Linked DNA regions of Rattus norvegicus: region 1 is linked to region 2. Evidence: chromatin contacts called from public Hi-C data. All regions are on one chromosome and are shown on one strand. The core of a region is the stretch at or near the end of the contact, and the rest is flanking DNA. Distances in the headings are between cores, read along the strand shown. Region 1 holds the start of Camk2b (calcium/calmodulin-dependent protein kinase II beta). Region 2 overlaps Camk2b (calcium/calmodulin-dependent protein kinase II beta).

Region 1 (5,534 bases), core at 365-2,864, 58 kb after region 2:
CCTCGAGGCTGCCTTAACCCCACCGCAGGACTCCCAGGCAGCCCATCACCTCTTCCTCACAGAGCACAGCCCCACAGGCTACTGGAAGGTTCTTCAATGCCCCCACGCCTGAGACACAGGGGTGCTGGGCTCTGCAGGCTGGGATGGCTGTCCAGGTCCACCCAGCCTTGTTCCTTCCCATCCAGCATAGACTTCCTCCTGTCACTCCACTAGGCTCCTCACCCCCGCCCCCCAAGACCTGACCCAAATCCTCTCGGCACGTGCAGGAAGAAGTGGGGAATGCACACACCCCCACACTCCTCCAGCTGGGCACTCCACAATTATCAATGATCAGCGTCCCTCGCCCACCACAAGCTTTCAGACGCTTTTTCAGTAAAGGGGGGGGGGGGAGGATTTGCGGCTGGATGTGTAAGAGGAAATCTCGCCAGCGCCCCCACGGCACAAGACGGATGGGGGAGGGGAGAGGGAGTGGGATCCAGTTCTGGAGTTATGCAGCCAGCACCTAAGGATGCCCCTGCGGTCACCTTAAATCACAGAGGGAAGCCCCAGGCCCCTGAGGGGCTTCGTTGTATCTGAGACCCTAGGACAAAGCCCACTCTGGATGTTCTAAACCATAGCTTCACCCCCATATTGCTTGTGCTGCTGGGCAGCGTCTTAGCACCAGGGCACCTGTTCCCCACGAGGCCCTACTAGAAATACGCCTTTAAAGTCCCTCCCCTCAGCCTTCCCACCACAGGAGGAAAAAAAGGTCCAGAAGCCAGCCTCTGTCTGCCTCGATGACCCTGAAATCAGAGGCCCAACTGGCTCCCTGCCTCGCTCTCTTACCCCCACCCCCACCCCATGGCCTGATCCTGGCTTCCTGACCTCGTCCACCCCCTCCAAATTCTTGTTTCCAGAAGAATCTGGGGGAAAATCCTCTAGAACCCAGATTCCCCAAGGGACCCAAGGCAGAAGCTGCTCCCACGCTGCTCCCCCAGAGCAGATGGGGCCACGCGAGGAGCAGGCGCGGAGCGGGTCCGCCACCGCTGCCGCCCGCCTCTCGGGTGGGGGTGAGGACAGCGTGCCCACACCGGAGACGACCCCCTAGGGCTAGGACCGACCCTTCGGGCACTCTAGGCCTGGCAGCCTCCCCCGCGTGCCGTTCCTCTCTGACCTCCCCGCCGCCAAATGCGTCACGTCTGCCCGGCGCTCGGGGGACACCTGCTGCCGCCCCCGCCGCGCCGAGTCCATATCCCCGAGTCTCGGTCCCCGCCAAGCTATGGCACCCGGCAGGGCCATAAGCGCTGCAGTGGGGCAGCGGGGCCCAGAACCCGAGGCTCGGGGGTCGGGGCTGCACGGGGCAGTGCGCTTGGGCCCGCAGCTCGAAGGAGCCGGGGGCGCGCGGGGCCGCAATGCGCGCGAAGCGGACGGCGATGGGGTCCCCGCTCCCCGGGGTCTGCGGACAGCCCGCGCGCGCCGAGGCTCTTACTTGCCAATATCCTCGTATAGCTGGTACTCGTCCGTGAAACGGGTGCAGGTCACCGTGGTGGCCATGGCGGTGGCGATTGGGCTCGGCGTGCGCTCGGCTGCGCTCGGGCGGCGGCGACTCCGGCTCCCGCTCGCGGGCACGGCGGCGACACGGGCGCGGGCGCGGGAGACACCTCGGCTCGCGGCGCCGGGCGGGGGCCGGGCTGGGCTGCGCCGGGCGGCGAGCGCACGCGAGATCTGCTCGCTCTGTCCCCGCCAGGAGCGCGCCGCACACCTACGCGCGCAGAGGCGCGGGCGCCGCTGTCGCCGCCGCGCCCGCCCCGCCCGCCGCCCCTTGCACGCGCCTCTCTCGCACCCTACACTCGCCTGCACCCGCACACACACCGCACCCGCGCCTTCTACCTGCACTAGCGCTCGCGCCTGCACGCGCACTGCACCCGCACCGCGGCTCCCTTCGCACACATGTCGCGCCCGCGCCGGCACCCGCACTGCGCCCGCACCATGCAATCCCACCCGTGCCCGCGCCCTGTCCCAGCACATGGGCTGCACCACACGGTGCCCACGCACTGCGTCTGACCCTCTAAGCCCGCGCCCTGTACGGACAAGCCACTGGGCTGCGGCAGTTGACCAGTGGACTCAGACTCTTCTCCCCTAAAGGCCCACCTCCCTTAGCAGTAGGGAACTGCACCCCACTTGGGAGGGGTCGTGTGTCGCCCTCCCATGGGCTCCCCCATTCCTGTATCCCCCATAAGATGCTACCAGACCCTTCCCCCATAGCCTGGAAGAGCTACCCCCAAGTCTTCTAGGCGAGAGAAAAAGGATGGGGCGGTGGTCCCAAGACTTCCCTGCATCTCCTGGGATTGGCAACTAAGGTGTCTTCTGTCCTGGGCTGATCATTTGGAGTCCAGTTTGGGTCTTGAGGCAGCAAAACAGGGGCTACTCAGCTCTGTGAGGGGCTCATGTTCTGAGAGCTCACAGCTCTCAGGTAGCCTGGACAGCCCTTTGCCTCTGCCCTGGCCAGGAAGGGGAGCCTCCATTCTGTCTCCCTCTCTCCTCCAGCCTCTCTTGAAAGTGGCCCTGAAGGAAGGAAGGAAGGCACAGGTGGATTTCCACAAGCCCCCCTTCCCCCCAACCAGCATCCCTGACTTGATTCTTGGTGTTTGGGGCCAGGTCCCCCCTGGGCAGTTAGGAGGGACTCTGCAGCCAGTTTGGGTGGCACTGTTAGGCGACCTTATGGATTCTTTCCACTTACTGATCCCCAAGAACAGATTTGGTGGACTGGGATCTCAACCAAAGACTAGCCCTGGACATTCTACCAAGTATCTTCCTAGAAGAATGGGGTTTTTGCTGGGCGGCTACTACGGATCTTCCTAAAGGTAGATCTGACAGAGTGCTCCCAGGTGAAACTAGGCCTCTGGCAGGTCCTGATGACCGGTGTACAGCTCTGACTTTCACCACAAGGCAAATGGCTAGCAAACATGAGACTGCATGAGCAAGTGCAGGTCCCAGTTAGAGATGTCCAGCTGAGAAAATAGGAACCTGAGCAGAGAGGGAAACTCTACTGTGCCCCCACCGATGTATGTTTAGAGTGGGGGATACTGAGCTGTGGGACAGGCATGGGAAGGGTGTGGAGAGGGTGAAGGCCAGGCTGAAGCTTGTTCTTGGGGATAATGTAGCCTCCTGTAACATCACCGAGAGCCTCTGCTTGGGCTCTTTCTGAGCTCTGGTGGGAGAGGGAGGCAAGGCTGAACAACAGAATACAATTAGCAAAACAAACACATCACAATTGCACCCTTCCAGGGGAGTTAGGCTGTCTTTAGGCCAAGAAATCACAGACTCTTCCACCAGGGGAGAGATGACCTAGGTGGTGTCTGAATCCTAATGGTAGCTGATCTTGACTGTTAGTTACCCCCATCTCCACCACAGACGGGTCAACAAAGAGACAGAAGTAGCTTGTGACACAGTCAATAAGATGTGCTGGGGGGGGTGGGAGCTTGAGCGAAGGCTTGCTGTGCAAGCCAAGACCTAAGTTCGATCCCCAGAACCGATGTGCAGAAGCACGGGCCTGTGATTCCAGCACTAGGGACGGAGAGGGGAAGGTCTCTGGGGCTTACTGGTCAGCCAGTTTAGCTAAACTGGCAAGTTCCAGTTTCAGTGAGAAACCCCATTTCAAATAAAAAAAGTTGGAAAGTGGCCTAGGTAGCCATACATTGACCTCTGGTCTACACAGGCTTGTGGGCGCTCGTGAGCACACATACGCACACATTCATAAAATAAAAATAGATTCACAAGAAAGAGGGGTAGCCGGGACTGCCCATAAAGCCCACCCCATTTTTATTTTCACACAAACAAAGATATACGCACAGCCAGGGGGTTGGTGGTGACACACGCCTTTAATCCCTGCACTGGGGAAGCAGAAGCAGGTGATCTCTGAGTTTGAGGCCAGCCTGGTCTACAGAGTGAGTTCCAGGAGAGCCGGGACTACACAGAGAAACCATATCTCAGAAAAACAAAACGGAACACGAACACACATACACAAACATGCTTATACAAAAACGTGCACATAAGCACACAGACACAAAATATACCTATACACAGAACACACAGATGTACACACCAGGTGAGGACATGGCAGTACTCGGGGTACTCTTTTAAGTCACCTTTCAAGGGTTTCTTTCTTTTTTTTTTTTTTTTTTCGGAGCCGGGGACCGAACCCAGGGCCTTGCGCTTGCTAGGCAAGCGCTCTACCACTGAGCCAAATCCCCAACCCCTAAGTCACCTTTCAAAATGGGTAGGCTGTGCTACACAGAGTTGCAGTCAGTAAAGAGAGTAGTTTGGAGCCCCCTGTGTCCTTACCCTTTCTCCCTACTCTGTTCCTGTGAGCTCCCGGACATCCTCGAAGCCCCTTCTCCGGACTGAGCGTTACACTCTAACCCGGCTGGGTCAGGAAGGCAGAGGATCCAGCAAGAGACAATGGGGAGGAGGTGAGCTACCACAGGCTGTCCTTGCCCAGACAGCACACCCCACCTGCTACCTTCAGCCCCAGTGGATTCCCCCCTAGCAGAATGCTTAGGTTGGGAGGGAGAAAGGTTTCCAGCTGTGACTCTTTCTGCTCCTGAACCCCAGAAGCCTTCTCATCTGGCTTCGGCTCTTCCAGCCCCACCCCCACCTCATGTCATCTCCACCTCCCACTTTGTCCTTTTGGGCTCACTTTTGTAAGCAAGGAGGGTTCTCCCTCCCAGGTGGCAGCTGGGGTGGTTGTGGGGAATATCGGTTCTGGAAGGTTATTGTTAGGACGGTCACCATGGCAACAAGCATCACATCTGCAGAGCCACAAGTGATGCACATGGGGCTCATTCTCCCAAAGAAAATCACCACTTTCCTGATGCCTTTACCTCCGGGGTCTGCTGTGGTACAGGAGTAAGGTACCACTCCCACCTCTCACGGTATAGCACCAGCCCAGTAATCAGGCCATGTCTTCTGAGCAGGAGGACCAGAGCTTACCGATGCCCAATCGCCTGGCCCGGAACACATCGGTCCATTTAGGACAGTGTGGTAGGCATGCGAGGTGGCGGCAGTGATGGTAGTGGTAGTGGTGATGGCGGTGACATTAGCAGTAATGGTGGGGACAGTGGTGGTAATGGTATTGGTGGTGGTCATGGCAACAGCAGACTGGCCAGCTTTGGATCACAAAGCTAGTCCAGTATTGGCATCCAGATCTATCTTCCTAACTAGAGCCTTTAACTATGGTGCTGAAGAGTGAGAGACCCCCAGTACTCTTAGTGCAATCGCCGTGTGCCAGCTGTGTGCATGGGCTTGCCCAAGCACAGCCTCACACCAGAGAATGACAAGGTAGTCGTGTCTACAGGGCTTATACATTCAAACTGACAAGAGCACGAAACAGCTTTCCACAGTGATGCTTGACACACAATGATGCCCACTCCTGACAATGACTGCTTGTTTTTCCACAGTCTCAGTGCCTCCAATTAGCCACAGTCCCCAAAATACTAAATGATATATTGCAGGAAGAAACGATTCTTATGTTTTCAATTGTATGCGACTGCGGG
Region 2 (5,300 bases), core at 1,572-4,071:
CACAGGACAAATGTGGGTTACAGAAGGGGCAGGCGTGGCACTGAATGAGGAAGGAGCCAGAGGTTAGGGAAGGGCAGCATGGCGGGAAGCTGTACCCACCTGGCGTCAGCCTCACTGTAGTACTCTCTCGCCACAATGTCTTCAAAGAGCTCCCCACCAGTGACCCTATGAGGAAAGCACAGTCATGGATCCTGGAGATCCCAGTCACCCTGATACCCCATCACTGTCATCACCTTTACTTATCATCACTACCACCACTGCCACCGCTGCCACCACAGTCAGCACTGTCACAATCACCATGACCACCACAGCACCATCACTGTCACCATGACCACCACAGTCAGTGCCATCACCCTCACAATGACCACTACAGTCAGCACCATGAACACTAGAGTCAGTGTCATCACTGTCACCATGACCACCATAGTCATCACCATCACCATCACCAGCAGTCATCACCATCACAGTCACCATGACCACCACAGCACAATCACCGTCACCATGGCACCATGGCCACCACAGCACCATCACTGTCACCATGACCACCACAGTTGCCATCATCATGACCATCACAGTCAGTGCCATCATTGTCACCATGACCACCACAGTCAGCACCATCACTGTCACCATGACCACCACAGCACCATCACCGTCACCATGGCACCATGGCCACCACAGCACCATCACTGTCACCATGACCACCACAGTTGCCATCATCATGACCATCAGTCAGTGCCATCATTGTCACCATGACCACCACAGTCAGCACCATCACCCTCACAATGACCACCACAGTCAGCACCATCACCCTCACAATGACCACCACAGTCAGCACCATCACCCTCACAATGACCACCACAGTCAGCACCATCGCCATCACCATGACCAGCACAGTCAGTGCCATCACTGTCACCATGATCATCACAGTTGCACCATCACCATCACCATGACAACCACAGTCAGCGACATCACCATCACCATGACTACCAGTCAGCACCATCACTATCACCATGACCACCAGTCATCGCCATCACCGTCATTACCTTCTCCATCACTCTTCTTATGTCATCTTCATTACATCACCACGACCAACACCATGACCACCACCATCACTGTCATCATCGCTAACACCCCATCATCACCATCAGTGATCACCATTGTCATCACTGTTACCATCTAACCACCATGACTACTATCACCATACCATCATCATTGGCACCTCCATCCTCACACACACCCCCAGAGCGACAACTTATTAAGGACAAACTTGTTCATACCTGGTGGCATTTAAATGCTTTTTCCTTCACACATGTTCCCTGAGAAAACTGAGTTTCTTACACCCAAGTGGGCTCCCCAGAGCTGGCAGCACATGGGTTTGAGCCAGGGCTTCCCAGGGTTACTCCCGGCTCTGTGACCCTTAATCCTAGGTCTGAGACTGTCTAGCTTCCCTTATTCAATGCCCTGTTGCTTGGGCCATATTTGAAGCATCAAACAAGGGATTTAGTGCCTGGATCTGGGCTCCAGGGTGGGCTGACGTCTTGAAATACTTGAATGCCTGTCCCCAAGAGACCGTAGACAACATTGGTAGTATATCCGCCCACACGCTCTCCTGTTCTCTGTCTCTGTCTTCTTCCATCAAATGCCAATGGCAAAAGCGGAAATAGCAACACTGTGAATGGGTGGTTTGCACACACATGGACCAGGAGAGTCAGATCCAGCAGGAGCCCAGGTAAGGGGCTGTCATCCCCAGTGCTGTGTGATTGATAGCTTGAGTCTCAGCACAAAAGAAAGTTCTCGACCCAGGCTTTGAAAACTCAAGTCTGGGCAGAGAAAACGGCATAAGGCAATGCATCTTGGTATGGAGCTATAGTTCAAAGGATGCCCTTGGGGGGGGCCAGGGCCAGCTTCCCTGAGTAACTGCATGTGTCAGGCACTTGCATGTCGGTGTGCGGACACCAGGGCCATCTCTTGGTCCAGAGTCATGGCGCAGGGAGCTGAGCCTCTTCTCAGCTGGCTGCTGTGGGAGATGTGGGGTCACTGTTGGGAACCCTGCTCTGTAACTTGCATGCTTAGGCCTGGTGTGTACCAGTCACCTCCCAAATCCTGCAGAGCTCCCAACTGACAAGGCCTTGAGGGCTGCTGGGGTGCTAATCACCTCAGAACCTGCAACCCTGGAGGCTCTGGAGGTATGGGAGGCCTTCTGTCCAGACCACCTCCTCAGTCTCTCCCTGCAGCTGTCTGCCTGGCATATATTGGGAGGTCTGAGAGATAAATGTGTCATACCTACACATAAACACATCCAACCCTGCCCCCATCCACTCTCTTTCCTTCTCAGCTCCTAAAACAAGTACAGCCATCCGCTGGCCATCAGAGGCCCTGGGCATGACCACCCTCAGCCCACAGGCCTCTGTTTCTGGAGAAGAGAGGGTGGTGAAAGTGATTCTGAGGTACACAGGGGGAAAGTGAGCCTGCCCCACCTCAGGTCATAGGACTGATGTCTAAGCAGTCATCACCTGTTCTGTAGCTGATGATTCTAGGCACGGTCTTGTGGGACACACAGAGGTAGCTGAGAAATAAACAAATTCCATGCAGGGACAGCCTCTCTCAACACCCGAAGATACTACAAGGCAGAGAACGCTGAAGCCTGCAAGTCCAACCGCCTGGACATCTGTCATTTGCAGGAGGAAGAGCTGAGAGGTGGCCCTAGGAAGCTTCTTCCGGTTCCCATTCAGCCTGTTGCTCAAGGGTAGCCAGAGGGCATGAGGTAACCATAGTAACAGTACCAGAGCCAGGCTTCCCTGGATGTGCAGTCTGAAGGCTGCCTGGACAGGCCAAAGCCCCTGGGCCCCACCCAGCCCAGGGTCCTGAAGCAGCCCTGATTCACAGACAGCTAAATATAGTGCTTCTTAGCAGGAGCTGTCAAGAGTAAGGGAGATGAGATCATCGCTTCTAAATCCGGCAGGAAGTGAGAGGCGGAGTTGGCCCTGAACGCCTTCTCACTCAGCTACTGCACACACACTCATGCAAACACACTCACATATGCGTGCGGACACACACACACACACACACACACACACACACACACACACACACACGGAGGCCTGCATCCCCAAAACACACCAGTCACACTTCTAAGACGGACATGCCTGTTCACTCATGGACTTGACGCAGAGCATCTCTGCGCTTGCTCTAAGCCCAGGTGCTGTCACACACACGCACGCGTGCACACTTATCCTTCCACCCACGCTCATCAATGTGCATGCTCATGCCAACGCAGCATGACAGGCCTCAGGCGGGAGGGAGGTGAATGGACACTGGCTGCTCTCTGTGGTCTTCCCTCCACTGCCTCAGCCTACCAGCTTTCTGCATGGAGGACGTCCTCAGCATGTCAGATTCAGACTGTGGGTAAAAACCCGTGCATAGCCAAATCAGCGCTGGCTAGGCTGGACATGGCTGGGGATGAGGTACCCCCCTGCAGAAGTGCACTTAAGGAGAGTCCTGATGTGGGGACAGGCTTGCTCCTGAACCTGAGGAAGCTGTGGGCCCCATGCTGGGAGTGAAGGAAGGTGAGGGTCCTTGGATCTGGCACTTACAGGTCGAAGACCAGGTAGTGGAAGCCCTCTTCAGAGATGCTGTCATGGAGGCGTACTGCGGGGACAGAGAAGTCATGAGGAGTGGGAGGTAGCCCAGGATATTCCCTACTGCCCACCTCCACCCTGACGGGGCCCACACAGCACCAGTGCTGCAAGCTTGGGGGAGGGAACTCCTCTCTGTAGCCCACAGGGTCTCCCCCAAGATAAGGAGACTGCCTCGGGCTGGGGGAAGATACAAGCTGGCTTGAAGTGCTGCATGCTGAGCCAGAGGGAGCACCACAGAGTCCAGAGGGAGCACCACAGAGTCCGGAGGGAGCACCACAGAGTCCGGAGGGAGCATCATGGAGCTCTAGGCAGCACTTTGCCCCTCTATTGGCCCCTTTCTGCTCTCCTATTTCCCCTCACAGGAGCTGTGTCATCATGGGAGAGGTTTCTGCAGGAAACAAACCTATTTTCCACTCTGGACTATCCTCGGCAGAACAGAGCCTCCACTCAGAAGGATTACCAGGTATGGCAGCTTTCAGAGGCTCAGACCTTGACTTCTGACTCCCTCTTGGTCAGTGGGATCTAACAGTCTTCCTCTCTCTGGCCTATTTCCACACCAGTTGCTGAACTTGTATCCAGTGCCTGCCTGGACTGGGCTGAGGCCGATGGGCTCTCAGGAATGAGGAACTCTGATGGCAATGGCATGGGGGAGCTACCAGGTCTCGGCCTGGAGCTGCACTCTGCACCAAGCAGGAAGGATTTTCTAGGAATGAGTCACTCTGGGCCCTGCTCTCCCGCATGCGGATCCTGCCCTTTGCTAGAACAGCATCCCCTGCATGCCGGGGCTGCTCCGAGCGCCTTGCATGTGTTAGCTCGATCAGCTCACTAACCAGGGGCTGCAGAAAAGGGAGCTTCAGCAGAGAGGCCGATGAACCAGGCGAGGGCACAAGGCCCACAAGGGGTGAATGAGGCTGTGGGAGCTGGGGTCTGGCTCCGGTGTGTGTGCTGTGCTAGCCCTGGCCCTGTGCTCTTGGAGTCTTAAGTTCCACCTTGCTGCCTTCCACCACCCAAGACTGGGCCACGAGGCTGGAGGGTGAAGAGCAGCCACCTTCTCCCTGGTCCCACAGGACTCCGGGACCTCAGGCAGAAACAACCCACACAACTCCTGCTCCTGGCACCCTCCCCTCTGTCCTAGTTTCTAGCTGGCTGCCGGCACCCTCCCTCCTGGCACCGGTCTTCCCAGGCACCGTCCTGATAGTATCCTTATGCCTAGGAACTCTGATCTGTCCCACGCCCCCACTTGGTTCCGGACACCTTAACCCCATGATGCCTTTCACCTTTAGCACACCAGGCCCCAGGCCTTCCGTAGAGACAGGAAATAGAACACCCACTGTGGCCGCCAAAGTAGACGTGTGGATTGGGAGGGATCCTCCCACTTACCTGAGCCCAGTGTGCAGCTCTATAAAATGGAAGAATCCCCTGTTCGTAGGGTGCTGTGAGCTGTGTTCCTATGTGAAGCAGTGAGTGCTCCCTGAGCCACAGCCCTGTGTCTGTCACTGTTGTCACCGTAGTATAATAAACACCAGATGACTGAAGCTCAGAGTCTGAGGCCACTTAGGGACCTGGGGTGTTTTCTGAAGCCCATGACAGTGGCCTAGAGGTAACCATTATGGAGGTAGGGTCTTACGTTTCTCCTCCATTTCCTGGCTCAGTAGCATAGCT

What was found. A called contact is a pair of places that touch in the nucleus more often than the background predicts.
Region 1: a contact with region 2 is called in a Hi-C map of frontal cortex, with 2.0 times the contacts expected there. The contact joins the promoter of Camk2b here to the enhancer-like site in region 2. A contact is called at or near these places in 3 of 12 Hi-C or Micro-C datasets (frontal cortex, hepatocytes and psoas muscle).

What each region holds. Positions count from the first base shown.
Region 1 is chr14:85,146,330-85,151,863 of GRCr8, forward strand. It overlaps Camk2b (calcium/calmodulin-dependent protein kinase II beta), which reads right to left and starts at 1,615. Exons shown (of 21, transcript NM_021739.2): 1 at 1,469-1,615. The coding sequence starts at 1,533.
Region 2 is chr14:85,087,555-85,092,854 of GRCr8, forward strand. Camk2b (calcium/calmodulin-dependent protein kinase II beta) reads right to left here. Exons shown (of 21, transcript NM_021739.2): 4 at 3,594-3,648; 5 at 100-165. Among named protein-coding and RNA genes, the nearest start is that of Ykt6, 44 kb to the left of the region's middle. Within about 2 kb of position 2,822, at least 69 of the 93 cell types and tissues checked have an H3K27ac peak or open chromatin away from gene starts, as enhancers often do.